Regions from separate parts of the Ovis aries genome. Here region 2 is linked to region 1. Evidence: chromatin contacts called from public Hi-C data. All regions are on one chromosome and are shown on one strand. The core of a region is the stretch at or near the end of the contact, and the rest is flanking DNA. Distances in the headings are between cores, read along the strand shown.

Region 1 (7,450 bases), core at 2,107-4,606:
CGTGTCCGACTCTGTGCGACCCCATAGACGGCAGCCCACTAGGCTCCACCGTCCCTGGGATTCTCCAAGCAAGAACACTGGAGTGGGTTGCCATTTCCTTCTCCAATGCATGAAAGTGAAAAGTGAAAGTGAAGTCACTGAGTCATGTCCAACTCTCAGCGACCCCATGGACTGCAGCCTACCAGGCTCCTCCATCCATGGGATTTTCCAGGCAAGGGTACTAGAGTGGGGTGCCATTGCCTTCTCCGAAGGTGAGAGTAGAGACCCCAAAAGGGCATCCCTTTTTCTCACCTAAGTTCCAAACCTGCAGACAGGCAAAAAAGTGAGGAATTCAAAATACCATCTTTCTTCATGATGAAAGCTGCATGGGGCTTAGAGTTGTGGTGTGTGTGTGTTCAGTTCAGTTCAGTCGCTCAGTCCTGTGTAAGCTCAGTCATATCCAGCTCATTGTGACCCCATGTGCTGTAGCCTGCCAGGCTCCTCTCTCCATGGAATTCTCAGGCAAGAATACTGGAGTGGGTTGCCATTTCCTTCTCCAGGGGATCTTCCTGACCCAGGGATCGAATATGCATCCCCTATGTCTCTTGCGTTGGCAGGCAGATTCTTTACCACTGAGACACTTGGGAAGCCCAGTGCTGCGGCTTAGCATGTGGCAGAAAAAGAGATCCCTGAACTGAACCTCAGAATCGGGCTCATCCACACAGCATCACACAGCTCCAAGCACTCACACCCCACCCTACCGCACTCCCCCAGCCTCTGGCCACTTAACCTTGGAGGGGCTGACAGAGCCCCAGCCTCTACAGGCAGGATGAGCCCAAGGAAACCCAGCAAGGAGCAGACTCACCCCTTCCACCCACCCCCAACCAGAGTCTCCCAGGAGTGGGGAGGAGCAGGGGGTCCAGGCGAGCCCCACTGACTGAGGTGCTGCCCTGGAAGGGGACCCTGGAGCCGGCCTGAGCATAACCATGGGTCCCAGGTTCCCGCCTCCCTTCACTTCAGCTCCCACGGAGGAGCCGGGCGTCTTGATCCTCTGGCCCCAGGGGCCACCGTGGCTGCTGCTTCCCCCTGCCCTGCAGGTTCAAATCCCAGATCCCACTGTCTCATCTCAGGGACAGGCCTCGGGTCCCCACGGGGCTCTCCCAGCGTGGAGACCACCCCCACTACTCAAGTCTGAACAGAAGCTGCTCCTGGTGAAGCTTGCGAAGCCTGTTGCCCTGGCAGATCCTGTGCCCCGTGGTCGCTCCTCAAGCAGGGCCTCTCCTGCTCTGTGGGCTTCCAGGCCTGATAACTGGGCTCCTCCTGTGATAGCAGAAAGGCTCCGGCTTCAGTGCTCCTCGCAGCCATGGGACATGCCCCAAGCGTCTCCTTATTTCCTTCAGTCACTCCAGCAGGGTCTGTAGGAGGAGTTCAACATCCTTCTTTTTTTTTTTTTCAATTGAAGTTATAGGTGATGTTGTGCTAATTTCTACCTTATAGCAAAGTGGTACAGTTGTACACGTAATTCAAAGTGTGTTAGTCACTCAGATGTATCCGACTCTGTGTGACCCCATGGACTGTAGCCCACCAGTCTCCTCTGTCCATGGGATTCTCCAGGCAAGAATAATGGAGTGGGTTGTTATTGCCTTCTCCATGGGATCCTCCCAACCCAGGGATCGAACCCGGGTCCCCTGCATTGCAGGCAAATTCTTTACCATCAGAGCCATCAGGGACGCCTGTTTATATATACATTCTCTCTCACACACACACATATATTCTTTTCCATTATGGTTTATCATAGGACCAACCTGCCACCTGTCCTTTCCCAAACCTGAGTGGGTCTGACGTTATTTCTTGGATCAAAGAAACTGCTTTCTCCACAGAGGACTTGGGGTGCTTCAGACCCTCCCACCCCACTGCTCTCATGGGTGTGGTGCGGGCCCAGCTTTCTCTGACCCACAGGAAGGTCTCCTCCAGGGGCCAAGAGCAGCCCCAGCTCGGGAGTGTCTGTCCTGCAGATGGTCCAACATCAGCTAAGCGGCCTCTGACTCCAGGTTCTCATCTTGGTGGCCCTAAGCGAGCCCACAGAAAAGCTGGCATGTTTATGTCAACATGCAGCACGGCGATGACCTGGTCCACCAGCCGCCCAGGAACAGAGAGGAGAGAGAGGGGACCCTAGACAAGGCAGGTGTGGTCTGTGCCAGCCTTGTGTGGACCCTGTGCCCCATGGAGTCAGGGGCAGAGGACAGTCCTGCCCAGACAAGGCTCAGCTCAGTAGTCCTGCTACCCACTGGAGTGAGGGGGGCGAGAGAGGGGTCCATGCGTGTGCAGGACCAGGTACCCCTGAGACCCTGCCCACTGGTAAAGAAGTCCTCATTGGAGTTCTGGGCTCTGTGAAAAGAGCCCACAGTGAAAAGAAAGAAGTGAGCAGAGAGTAGAAACCCTCCTCTTATCCTCACACATGATTTGGTTTCATTCTGACTCACAATCTGGTCACTTCTGATCCTTTGTGGAAGGATGACAGAATCTGAATGAAAAATCTATGGACAGACACAACTCCAGGGCCAAGGGTCATCCCCTCAGCTGGGGTTACCTGCTCATTCATTTCTACATGATCTGGGTCCTAACCTCCATCTCCGTCTGGAGAGAAGCCTCTTGCCTCTGCATTCCCATGACAGTGTCCCAGGTTTCTGCTCGTCAACCCCTGGCTACACTGGTGAAGCAACCCTGTAGTCAGGACACCTTAGACCCTTGCACCTAAGATGTCAACCCACATCACCAACTGGGCTCCACTCTCCAGCCCCAGGGCCTTGGAGGTTCTTCTCCTACCCCTGGCTGATTTCTAGGAATGCTAAAAATGTTCTCCCCACTTTATAAAGCTGAGCATTTGGGCTCGCTCCTGCTCGGTGTCCAAATGCTGGGACCTGACTCGGTTGGTCCAGGCTCTCTCACAGGCTGGAGAGAGGATCTGAAGTCTCTGTCTTTCCCTCTTCCCCTGACAACCATCTCAGCAAAGGGGAAGGGGCACACCTGAGTTTGCTCTTGACCCCATACTAAACTCTGAACCACCCTGAGAAGGCAGAAGCCTGCAGACAGCTGGGGTCACGCAGATATCATTGTTGCCTTTGCACAAACAGCTGGACCCCTGGGGGCTGACCCAGCCGCTCCCTTGGCCCTCCAGGCCCTGAGTGTCACTCCTTGTCTTGCATCCCTGGGACCACATGTCTTGATGGCTGGAAGCACCAGGGAGCTGCAGGTAGAGGGAAGGAGCCAGTGTCTGCCCAGCGCAGCTCACTGGCAAGTACTTTCACTTCTGTTTTCCGCTCCATGGGCGGAGCCGCCAGCCCTGGATGAGACCCAGAGCTGACTTCCTGCTCGGCGCTCAGGGCTCCGGCAGCCTCTCCGGACCCAGGCTGGGGAGGCTGGAAGAATCAGAGGCCAAGCCCAGGCCCAGGCCCAGGCCAGGCTGGGCGGGAAAATGGCTGGAGAGGGCAGAGAGCTCAGCACCAGGTCAGTCTTTCTCCCTCTTCCTTCCGCCTTTCCCTGTGGCCACACTGCTGTTCAGTGCTGTCTTTGGACTCTGCACCGAACCTTTGCTTTCCACCTGGTGCAGGGGAACCTTTGCCTGCCATATAAGGCTGGCCAGGAATGTGTGCCGAGGAGATGGGATTTCGAGCTGCAGCAGGGCGCCTGCCGGTTGAGTCCTGCTGCCACACACACATGACTGCTTGTTTTGCAGCTACGGCTCCGCTGGCCGGTCTGCCTGAAGGCGCCTTGTCCTTTATGACGCTTTATTTCCTCGTGACCCCAGATTACTCTCATTTCCCTCTTGTCAGTTCTACCTTTGCATAGATCATTTCAAAGAAGGTAGTTTAGAAAACACGAAATTCAGGGTAAACCCCTGACTTATTTTGAAACCCTGGGTGGTGTGGGCTCACGTCTGTCCTATGAGTGACACCTCTGTCAGCTCTGGATATAATCTCATTTCTGACTGGGGGTCCTGGGCTCCTCCTCCAGCCATCCTGAGCAAAGAAACAAAAGGAAGAGAAATGCCTCAAACTGCCCAGGGCTAGCACAGGCTGAGTAATTTTATGTTTGGTTTCATTTTCTATTCTGGAACAGGTTACATCTCTACAAGGAAAAAAGTCGTGTTTCTATCTTTCTCTAGTAATGGATCAGAAATAACATTACTTAATATTTTAAAATTTTAATTTTTTTAATACAGAAGAAATACATATGCAGTCTGGCTCATAAAATTTCAAACAATACGGAAGTAGAGAGAGGGGAAAAGTCCTGTTCACCACTCACCCCCTCGCAGCTTCCAATCCCGGTCCTGTTAGAGTTGTAGGCATAACCCTCCAGATTTGCATTTATGTATATAACTCATTTTCCTAAATACATAATGTGAGCCCTGTTTTTTAAAACATGGAATTATATTGTAAATGCCATTTTGCATTTTCACTTAGTTTAGTAGTGAAAATCATAGAGATCTTCTTAATAATCATGGGCTTGCCTTATTCCTTTTAACAGCCACATATAATACTATTCTATGGAATGGACACACCATAGTTTTATGTTGTTGTTTGTTTATTTCTTTAATTGAAGTATAATAGTTTTACAATATTGTGTTAGTTTCAAGCGTACAGCAAAATAATTCAGTTGTACATATATGCGTATATATGTATATACACATATTCTTTTTCATTCTTTTTCCATATATGTTATTACAAAATACTGAGTAAAGTTCCCTCTGCTACGAGCAGGTCTTTGTTGTTTGTCTGTTTTATATAGTAGTGTGTATATGTTACTCCAAAATTCCTAATTTAACCCCCCTCCATATGTTCCCTTTGGAAACTGTAAGTTTGTTTCCTATGTCTGTGAATCAGTTTCTGTTTTGTAAATAAGTTTATTTGGATCAGTTTTTTACATCCCACATATAAATGATAGATGATATTTGTCTTTCTCTGACTTACTTCACTTAATATGATAATCTCTGGGTCCATCCATGTTGCTGCAAATGGCGTTGCATTTTTTTCTGACTGAGTAATATTCTGTTGAATGTATATATCACCTCTGCTTTACCCATTCCTCTATTGATAGATATTTAGGTTGTCTCCATGTTCTGGCTACTGTAAATAATTCTGCAATGAATACTGGGTTGCATGTATGTTTGTGAAGTATGGTTTTCTCTGTACACATGCTCAAGAGTGGGATTGCTGGATCATATGATAGTTCTGTTTTTAGTTTCTTAAGGAACTTCCATACTGTTCTTCATAGTGGCTGCACCAATTTACATTCCCATCAATAGTGTAGGATTCCCTTTTCTCCACACCCTCTTCAGCATTTATTTGTAGACTTTTTGATGATGGCCATTCTGACTTACACCATAGTTTTTAAACCACTCCACCGTTCTACTGACAGACCTTCAGGTAATTTTCAATTGCTCACTTTTGCCAACAAGCTATGATAACAAAGATAATTTATTTCTTTATATTTTTTGCACATATACAAGTGTCTGTGTTGTGTCAATAACCAAAAAAGTTATAGTGCTGAGGCAAAGGGCACTCATATTTAATTGTTTATAGATTCTTCCAAATGCATAAGTAGCGGAACCAATATATCTTCCTACCAAAAGTTAGGCTTCCCTGGTGGCTCAGTGGTAAAGAATCCATCTGCTAATGCAGGATACGCAGGTTCAATCCTTGGGTCAGGAAGATCCCCTGGAGGAAGGAACGGCAACCCATTCCAGTATTTTTTGCCTGGAAAATCCCATGAACAGAGGAGCCTTCAGGGCTACAGTCCATGGGGTAGAAAAAGAGTCAGACACGACTTAGCGACTAAAAAACAACCCAAAATTAGACAAACCATCTCCCCACACCCAAACTTTGCAGATGTGGTGGATAAAGAGTGGCATTTTGTTAACTTCATTTCAGTTCAGTCACTCAGTCCTGTCACACCAGGCTTCCCTGTCCATCACCAGCTCCTGGAGCTTACTCAAACTCATGTCCATTGAGTCAGTGATGCCATCCAACCATCTCATCCTCTGTCGTCCCCTTCTCCTTCCGTCTTCAATCTTTCCCAGAGTCAGGGTCTTTTCAAAGGAGTCAGTTGTTCACATCAGGTGGCCAAAGTATTGGAGTTTCAACCTCAGCATCAAGTTCTTCCAATGAGTATTCAGGACTGATTTCCTTTAGGATTGACTGGTTGGATCTCCTTGCAGTCCAAGCTACTCTTAAGGGTATTCTCCAACACCACAGTTCAAAAGAATCAATTCTTTGGCACTCATCTTTCTTTATAATCTAACTCTCAGATCCATACATGACTACTGTAAAAACCATAGCTTTGACTAGACGGACCTTTGTTGGCAAAGTAGTATCTCTGCTTTTTAATATGCTGTCTAGGCTGGTCATAGCTTTTCTTCCAAGAAGCAAGCATCTTCTAATTTCATGTCAGCAGTCACCACCTGCAGTGATTTTGGAGCCCCCCAAAATAAAGTCTCTCACTGCTTCCATTGTTTCCTAGTCTATTTGCCATGAAGTCACGGGGCTGGATGCCAGGATCTTAGTTTTCTGAATGTTGAGTTTTAAACCAACTTTTTCACTTTGCTCTTTCACTTTCATCAAGAGGCTCTTTAGTTCCTCTTCACCTTCTGCCATAAGGGTGGTGCCATCTGCGTATATGTCATTACTGACATTGCTCCTGGCAATCTTGATTCCGGCTTGTGCTTCATCCAGCCTGGCGTTTGGCAGGATGATGTACTCTGCATATAAGTTAAATAGGCAGGGTGACAATATACAGCCTTGACAGACTCGTTTCCTGATTTGGAACCAGTCTGTTGTTCCATGTCCAGTTCTAACTGTTGTTTCTTGACCTGCATACAGATTTCTCAGGAGGCAGGTAAGGTGGTCTGGTATTCCCATCTCTTTAAGAATTTTCCATAGTTTGTTGTGATCCACACAGTCAAAGGCTTTGACATAGTCAATAAAGCAGAAGTAGATATTTTTCTGAAATTCCCTTGTTTTTTTGATGATCCAACAGATGTTGGCAATTTGATCTTTGGTTCCTCTGCCTATTCTAAACCCAGCTTGAACATCTGGAAGTTCACAATTCACTTACTGTGGAAGCCTGTCTTGGAGAAATTTAAGCTTTATTTTACTAGCACGTGAGATGAGTGCAATTGTGCTTTGAAGTGAAGTGAAGTGAAGTCGCTCAGTCGTGTCCGACTCTTCGCGACCCCACGGACTGTAGTCTACCAGACTCCTCTGTCCATGGGATTTTCCAGGCAATAGTACTGGAGTGGATTGTCATTTCCTTCTCCAGGGGATATTCCCAACCCAGGGATCGAACCTGTGTCTCCCGCATTGTAGACAGACGCTTAGTTTCAACATTTTTGGCATTGCCTTTCTTTGAAACTGGAAAGAAAACTGAACTTTTCTAGTCCTGTGGCCACTGCTGAGTTTTCCAAATTTGCTGG
Region 2 (6,994 bases), core at 1,643-4,142, 38 kb after region 1:
GACTCACATCTACACTTGCTGCCAACCCCTTGACCCTGGCAGAGGTCACTGCTGTCCACAAGAGCTTGGGTCAGTGACTAAACTCCAGAGGATGGGGACTGTGTTCAGGGCATGATATCTCTCCTGTTTCTAGGTTCCCCCTTCATCCCTGTCTCATGTGCTGAAGTCCTCCAGCCCTTAGGCCTCCTTCACCTTTTCGGGGCTTTGGGCCACTGTCCTCCTCATACCTGCCATCTGATTTTGCTGGAACTTGACCCATGCTCTGGGGAAGACAAAGTAGTACCCGTGGCTCCCACAGTCCTGTCCATCCCACCCCTTAGTGGGCATTTTCCCAGGAGGCGCTCCTGCCATCAGCTCTGAGGCAGCGTCCCACCATGTCTCCTTCCCAGACTCCTCGCAGTGATCTACCCACTAGGCCCCTTGGTTTATTTCCTTCCTCCTACATCTCCTAAGTTACCTACATGCAGGGTCTCTGGACTGGTGTCCTGGCCTCCTCTTGTTGGCAGCCTCTTGGGTCCGTGGTCCAGGAGTCGTGGGGATGCCCTGCAGTACCGCAATAGGCAATCCCCGCGTGCAGCTTCAGAGTTTCCTTTTTTGTGGGATCTGGACCACTCTGGGAGCTCCAACTAGCAACCCCAGCATGCCCCCCACCCCCTCTGGTTTGTCTCTTTGGAAACTGAGCATCCTTTCCAACACAATTAAGCCCAAACCTCCTCTTATCTAGAGCTCTCTTTAAAGTCTTTGGGCTTTCTCTTTCACACGCACACACACAGACACACACACACCTCTCTAGGATCCTAGTCATTCTCCAGAAGAAATTTGTTTCTTTCTTACATTTTGAACAGTGCAGTTAACACATTTCACTTCCCCTATTTATTTTGACATGTATTGTCCGCATGGTGTGACATTTATTGTACATGACTGACAGCCTCAGGATGTTCCCAGGACTCCTTTGTCCTTATATTTGAGTGGCTCATTTCTATGCAGGGAACATAACTGCTCCCTTGCTGGGGTTTCTCTTTTATGTCCAAGGATGATGGGGGAACTTTACCATGAAGGTTGGGATCCACTGAGCTCTAAGTGACCCAAGAGCTGGAAATACCTAAATGTATAATTCTGAGATGATGTTCCTGGTCTCTGGTGGAGATCTCTAATTGTGTTTTCTCTTTCTCTTTTCAGCAATCCAAGAGAAACTTAGTTATGAAGAAACTGATGGAGAAGAGAGGGAGGAGAGGCCTGCCATCCAACTGAGCCTTGAGCAAGGTGATTGAGACCAAGAACAAACCAATTCTCCCTTGCTAAGAGGAAAAAGAGAAGGGGAGGTGGAGGCCCGAGTCCTGCGCAAAGATTGAGAATCAGGGAAGAAACGATGAAGGACCACGGAGAAGGCAGGCAGGGATGAGCATCTAACCAGAGGCTAAGTCCTGGAAGAGTAGCTAAGACAAGAGGTTTTTGCCTCAAATACCAAGACAAAGGAAGAGGAACCCAAGGTGTCAGTAACCAGATTTAAAGAGAATGACTGCCTGGAAGTCATTGTGATTTAGAAAGAATCCTATAGGAGAAGATCAGTGTCAAGGTGTGATGGGCTAATCGCTATGGGCCCAAGGTCAATGTAAGAGAGGAGGCCATTGATGATGGCAGCAGAAAGGACTGACTTAAATGTGGGGGAGGTTGTTCAAGAGCAGGAATATTCAAGGAGAAAGGTGGTCATATGGATTCAGTGGTGAGGAATGGTAGAGATGCAGAGGAGAAAATGTGGGTATTTGAGAGAGGGGGGAGAAGAAAAAGAAGAAATGAAAGGAGAAAGGGGTCAAGGACACAACAAAAACAAGCAAAGTAATAACAGCCCACTTGATTGAAAGTTTCTTCTGGCAGTTGTGGGTTTAGTGCCATTGGATGGTATTATCACTTATGTGCCCATTTTGCAGATAAGGAAGCTGAAATCTAGAAAGACCATGTATGTAGTTGGCCTGGGATCAAATGAGCAAGGATGGAACCAGGCATTCTGAACCCAGAGCCTGTGTTTTCAACCCTGGATACTCCCTGGTAGCCTAATGGGACAGACAGGACCCAGAAACAAGAGGAGGGCAATATACAAAGAGGGAAGTGAAGTGAAAGTCACTCTGTCATGTCTGACTCTTTTCGACTCCATGGACTGTAGCCCACCAGGCTCCTCTATCCTGGAGGATTAGGATTTCCCAAGCAAGAATACTGGAGTGCGTTGCCATTCTGGAGAAAGTGGAGGGGAATCAGATGTTGAATCCTCAGGGAGAAGCTAACAGTACAGATTAAACAGATTTGTACAGGGAGGGAGTGGACGAAGAGAGGGTGGGGACTTTGTAGGAAGTAAGGTAAGGTCGCCAGTCAGGGCAACTCTAGGGACGAAGGCCGGTTCACCATGGCTGTGGAAATCAAGATAAGCCATCGCTAGGTACTGAATGGCTGGTGGAGATCATGCAGTGAGATGGCCTGGCCAAAGCCCTCTCAGCCAGGAGTGCCCCTGACCTGCCTTCCACTCGAGGATTTGGGGTCAGGCTACAAGAGTTGGATGAGATCCATCAGACCCAGATGGCCTCTGTATTGTTGTCTACCGGGGGTCTCAAGCTTCTTATTTATAAAAAAAAAGAAAAAGAAAGAAAAGAAAAGGGGAATTAGGGGAGGGTGGCTCTTCATTCCCTACTTCAATTTCTGAAATAAATTTTAAATTTTCCCCCTAGGAACTTCCAGAGGCCTGACTTGGTCTGGTGGAGGATCCTCATCTTCTGATGGTCTGTTGCTGACTCTGTTGTGTGTGATGCTCTGCTGCTTGTGCCCCTTCTAGGCTGTGCTGGGGGCGGAGCGGCTGCTTCTTTGTGTCAGAAATCTGTTAGTATTTGCACCTGCAGTTTCTCCAAGGGTCAGTACTCTGAGTTGCTGGAAGGTCGCTGCTTCTGGGCTCCTTAAATGCACTTGCTGCCAGTCCCCAGGGACTCTGGGCCTGACTGTTTTGCCCCAGCATCCGGCTTCACCATTTTCTGTTCTGCTTTTTTGATCAGGCAGTGATCTTGGTGCTTCGATGTCATGTCTGGCAGAAACCAGTGCTACAACCAGAACGGTGGAAGAAGCAGGTGATGGGCGTTCCTCGGGGCAGGGGGTGGGGGTGCGGGAGGGGGAGTCCTCCCATCGCTTCAATTAACCCATAACATTCTTAATGATGTTATTATTTAAATTTTATTGCTCAGCTTTCTCATTTGTAATATAGAGGTATTACACGCAGATTGTCATGAAGTTATGAAATGGAACAAGGATGGGAATGCATTTAACAGTCACTAGGTATTCACTGGGTTTCCCTGGTGGCTCAGTGGCACTGTTGACAATAGCTAGGACGTGGAAACAACCTAGATGTCCATCGGCAGATGAATGGATAAGGAAGTTGTGGTACAAATACACGATGAAATATTGCTCAACTATTAAAAAAAGAACACATTTGAGCCAGTTTTAATGAGTTGGATGAAACTGGAGCCTATTATACAGAGTGAAGTAAGCCAGAAAGAGAAACACCAATACAGTATATTAACGCACAGATATGGAATTTAGAAAGAGGGTAACGATGACCTATATGCAAGACAGCAAAAGAGACACAGATATAGAAAACAGACTTTTGGACTATGGAGGAGAAGGCAAGGGTGGGACAATATGAGAGAACAGCATTGAAACACGTATACCACCATATGTAAAACAGATGACCAGCGCAAGTTCGATGATGAAGCAGGGCACTCAAAGCTGGTGCTCTAAGACAACCCAGAGGGACGGGGTGGGGAGGAAGGTGGGAGGGGGGTTCAGGATGGTGGGACACATGTGCACCCATGGTTGATTCATGTCGATGTATGGCAAAAACCATCGAAATATTGTAAAGTAATTAGCCTCCAATTAAAGTTAATAAGTTAATTTTAAAAAAAAAAAAAAGGAGAATCTGCCTGCAATGCCGGAGACCCAGGTTCAGTCCCTGGGTCAGGAAGATCCTCTGGAGAAGGGAATGACTACCCACTCCAGTATTCTTGCCTGGTAAATCCCATGGACAGAGGAGCCTGGCAGGCTACAGTCCATGGGGTTGCAAAAGAATAGGACACACCTTAGCAACTAAACAACAACAAGGTACTCAGTACATGTTTGTTCCCTGAATAAAAAGTACTGGTACAAAAAGTATATGTAATGATTTGATTTTTTTGATCATGGTATCCCATATATTGATGCAGCCAGAAGTTCATTTAATCTTCCCCCAAACCTGAAAATGTGTATATATTATCCTTGTTTTTCAGATGAAAAAGAATCAGCTTAGAGAATTCGCTTATTTGTACAAGTTCACCCAGCTGAAAATTAGGATTGAGCACTGCTCTACGCAGTGTCACAGCAGGAATTCAGGGGCCCGTAGCCTGGCTTCAGCTTCTACCTCAAGATCTTGGGGTAGTGACTAGCCCTCTTTGTTCCTCAGTTTCATCATCTGTAAAATGGACATGATAATAGCACCTATTTCAGAAGGTGATGGATTTTAAACAAGTTACATCATATAAAGCGTTCACAGTCTTGTCTGGGGTTATATCGGTGTTCCATGCATTTGTCGTTATTACTACCTTTAATCATCATCTTTATTTGTGTCTGGTGCCAGAGTCCATGCTTTTAACTGTTACATTCATGGTACACTTTGAGATTTTTTTCTCTCATAGGTGTTCATTGGATTTACTGATTCCCCAGGCTGGAAAAGCAGTGAGAATAGCCCAGGAAGATAGATTGAAGGTCATAGTTTTCCCTGCTTACAGCGCACTACTCTGTAACAAATTTTAAGTCTTTATTCCATGACTCACCTTAGTAAGGAAGGAGCATAGAGGAATCTTAGGAAACTACGTACAACATGAAAGGCTCTTACTATGTAGCTTCCCTTAGGGATGTATTACTTTAAAAAGAATGTTCTAAATTAGTAATATGTTTTTATAAAAGAAATTTCAAAGTGATTTTTGAAAGCACAGTAATACTTTTTTGCTACTTTAGCTTTTTTGAAGGGTATTTGCTTTACAGAACTTTGTGGTTTTCTGTCAAATACTAACAAGAATCAGCCATAGGTACACCCATGTCCCCCCCCACTCCCATTTTCCTCCCCATCCCACTCCTCTAGATTGTCACAGAGCCCATTTGAGTTCCCTGAGTCATACAGCAAATTCCCATTGGTTATCTATATTATATACAGTATTGTAAGTTTCCATTTTACTCTCTCCTTTATTTCATCCTTTCCCTCCTCCTCACTCCACGTCCATATGTCTGTTTCTCTCCTGCTGCGCTGAAAATTTATTGATCAGTATAATCTTTCTAGATTCCATATGTAGGTGTCAGTATACAATATTTATATTTCTCTTTCTGACTTACTTCACTCTGTATAACAGGCCCTAGGTTCATCCTCCTCATTAGAACTGACTCAAATGCATTTCTTTGTACGGCCGAGTAATACTCCCCTGTTATCTGTAGATGGACACCCAGATTGTTTCCATGTTCTAGCTATTGTAAAAAATGACACAATGGACATTAGGGTACATGTGTCTTTTTCAATTTTAGTTTCCTCAGGGTATATGCCTAGGAATGGGATTGCTGGGTCATATGATGGTTTCATTCCTAGCTTTTTCAGGAATCTCCATACCGTCTTCCATAGTGGCTGCATCAATTTACATTCCCACCAGCAATGTGAGAGGGTTCCCTTTTCTCCACACCCTCTCTAGCATTTATCGTTTGTAGACTTTCTGACATTGGCCATTCTGACTGGTGTAAGGTGGTTATCTCATTGTAGTTTCAATTTGCATTTCTCTAATAATGAGCAGTGTTGAGCGTATTTTCATATGTTTGTTAGCTATTTGTATGTCTTCTTTGGAGAAATGTCCGTTTTGGTCTTATTCCCACTTTTTGATTGTTTGGTTTTTTTTCCTGGTATTGAGTTGTACTAGCTGCTTGTATATTTTGGAAATTAATTCTTTGTCAGTTGTTTCCTTTGAGATTATTTTCTCCCATTCTTGTTTATAGTTTCCTTTGCTGAAAAACACAGTAATACTTTTAACAAATCACATTTATTCAAAACGTTGAGTTAAAAATACATATGGATGAATATATATTGCCCATTCATCTGCTATTACAGCTGATGGAAACAGGGAAGGATAAGCGGATGGACTTGTGACAAGCAATGAGTAGAAGAGAAAGGATTCAGTGTGTGTGTGTGTGTGTGTGTGTGTGTGTGTGTGTGTGTGTAGGGTGTGGAGAGAGGAGGCAATGAAGTTCTCTGAAATTCACAGCATGGTCTGGGAGCACCCTTACCAGGAAATGAAATCCCAGAGCATCTTGATGTTGGGGAACAAGGAATATAAAGAGAGAAACTTCAACCTAGGACCCAAATGATACACAGCAAGTCACCAGTAAATGTGTTCGAGCATCTGACCTGACAAGGTGGGCTGACGTGCCCAGGTGAGAGGAGCACTGTGTCTCACGCCCGCCCCCCACCCCAAGGGGAGGCTCCCAGTCCTGAGGATATGGCACAAATCAGGCACCAGGACCCACATTCCATACTAAAACTTTGGGAAATAATTTTAAATCATGCTTCATATTAATTACTTTGTTCAGAAAAATAACATTAAGAGAGAAAAATCCAAACTGCAGTGAAAAACATGTCTATGTGTTCACACATTATTGAGGCTGGAGGGGACAGAGTGGGAGAGGTTGATGGAATCAGTGAGGACCAGAGATGGTTGCCATGGAGGAAGGGCGTGTGTGCTGGTCCTGGGTGGTTTGCCTGGGGATTCAGTCCTTCCCCTCCCCTGCTCTGCTCGGCCCTCTGTCTCTGGCTGCTGGCCCCTGTGGACTTGTTTGTCAGCTCCCCTTGCTGCTGACTCCCTGCTGGGTTCCTAACATGCAGACTCTGGCAGGAGAGTGGGAGTAAGGGAGCAGCCAGGTGTTTCTCCATCACTGCCTCCAGCCGCAATTC

What was found. Hi-C and Micro-C count contacts between places; a contact is called where the count stands out from the background.
Region 2: a contact with region 1 is called in a Hi-C map of blood, with 1.7 times the contacts expected there. The contact joins the enhancer-like site here to the promoter of LOC101121244 in region 1. A contact is called at or near these places in 2 of 16 Hi-C or Micro-C datasets (both in blood).

The regions. Positions count from the first base shown.
Region 1 is chr2:232,362,355-232,369,804 of ARS-UI_Ramb_v3.0, forward strand. LOC101121244 (nuclear body protein SP140-like protein) reads left to right here and starts at 3,357. Exons shown (of 19, transcript XM_042244389.1): 1 at 3,357-3,486. The coding sequence starts at 3,455.
Region 2 is chr2:232,400,804-232,407,797 of ARS-UI_Ramb_v3.0, forward strand. It overlaps LOC101121244 (nuclear body protein SP140-like protein), which reads left to right. Exons shown (of 19, transcript XM_042244389.1): 4 at 1,180-1,263; 5 at 3,036-3,107. Among named protein-coding and RNA genes, the nearest start is that of CAB39, 130 kb to the right of the region's middle. Within about 2 kb of position 2,893, at least 3 of the 54 cell types and tissues checked have an H3K27ac peak or open chromatin away from gene starts, as enhancers often do.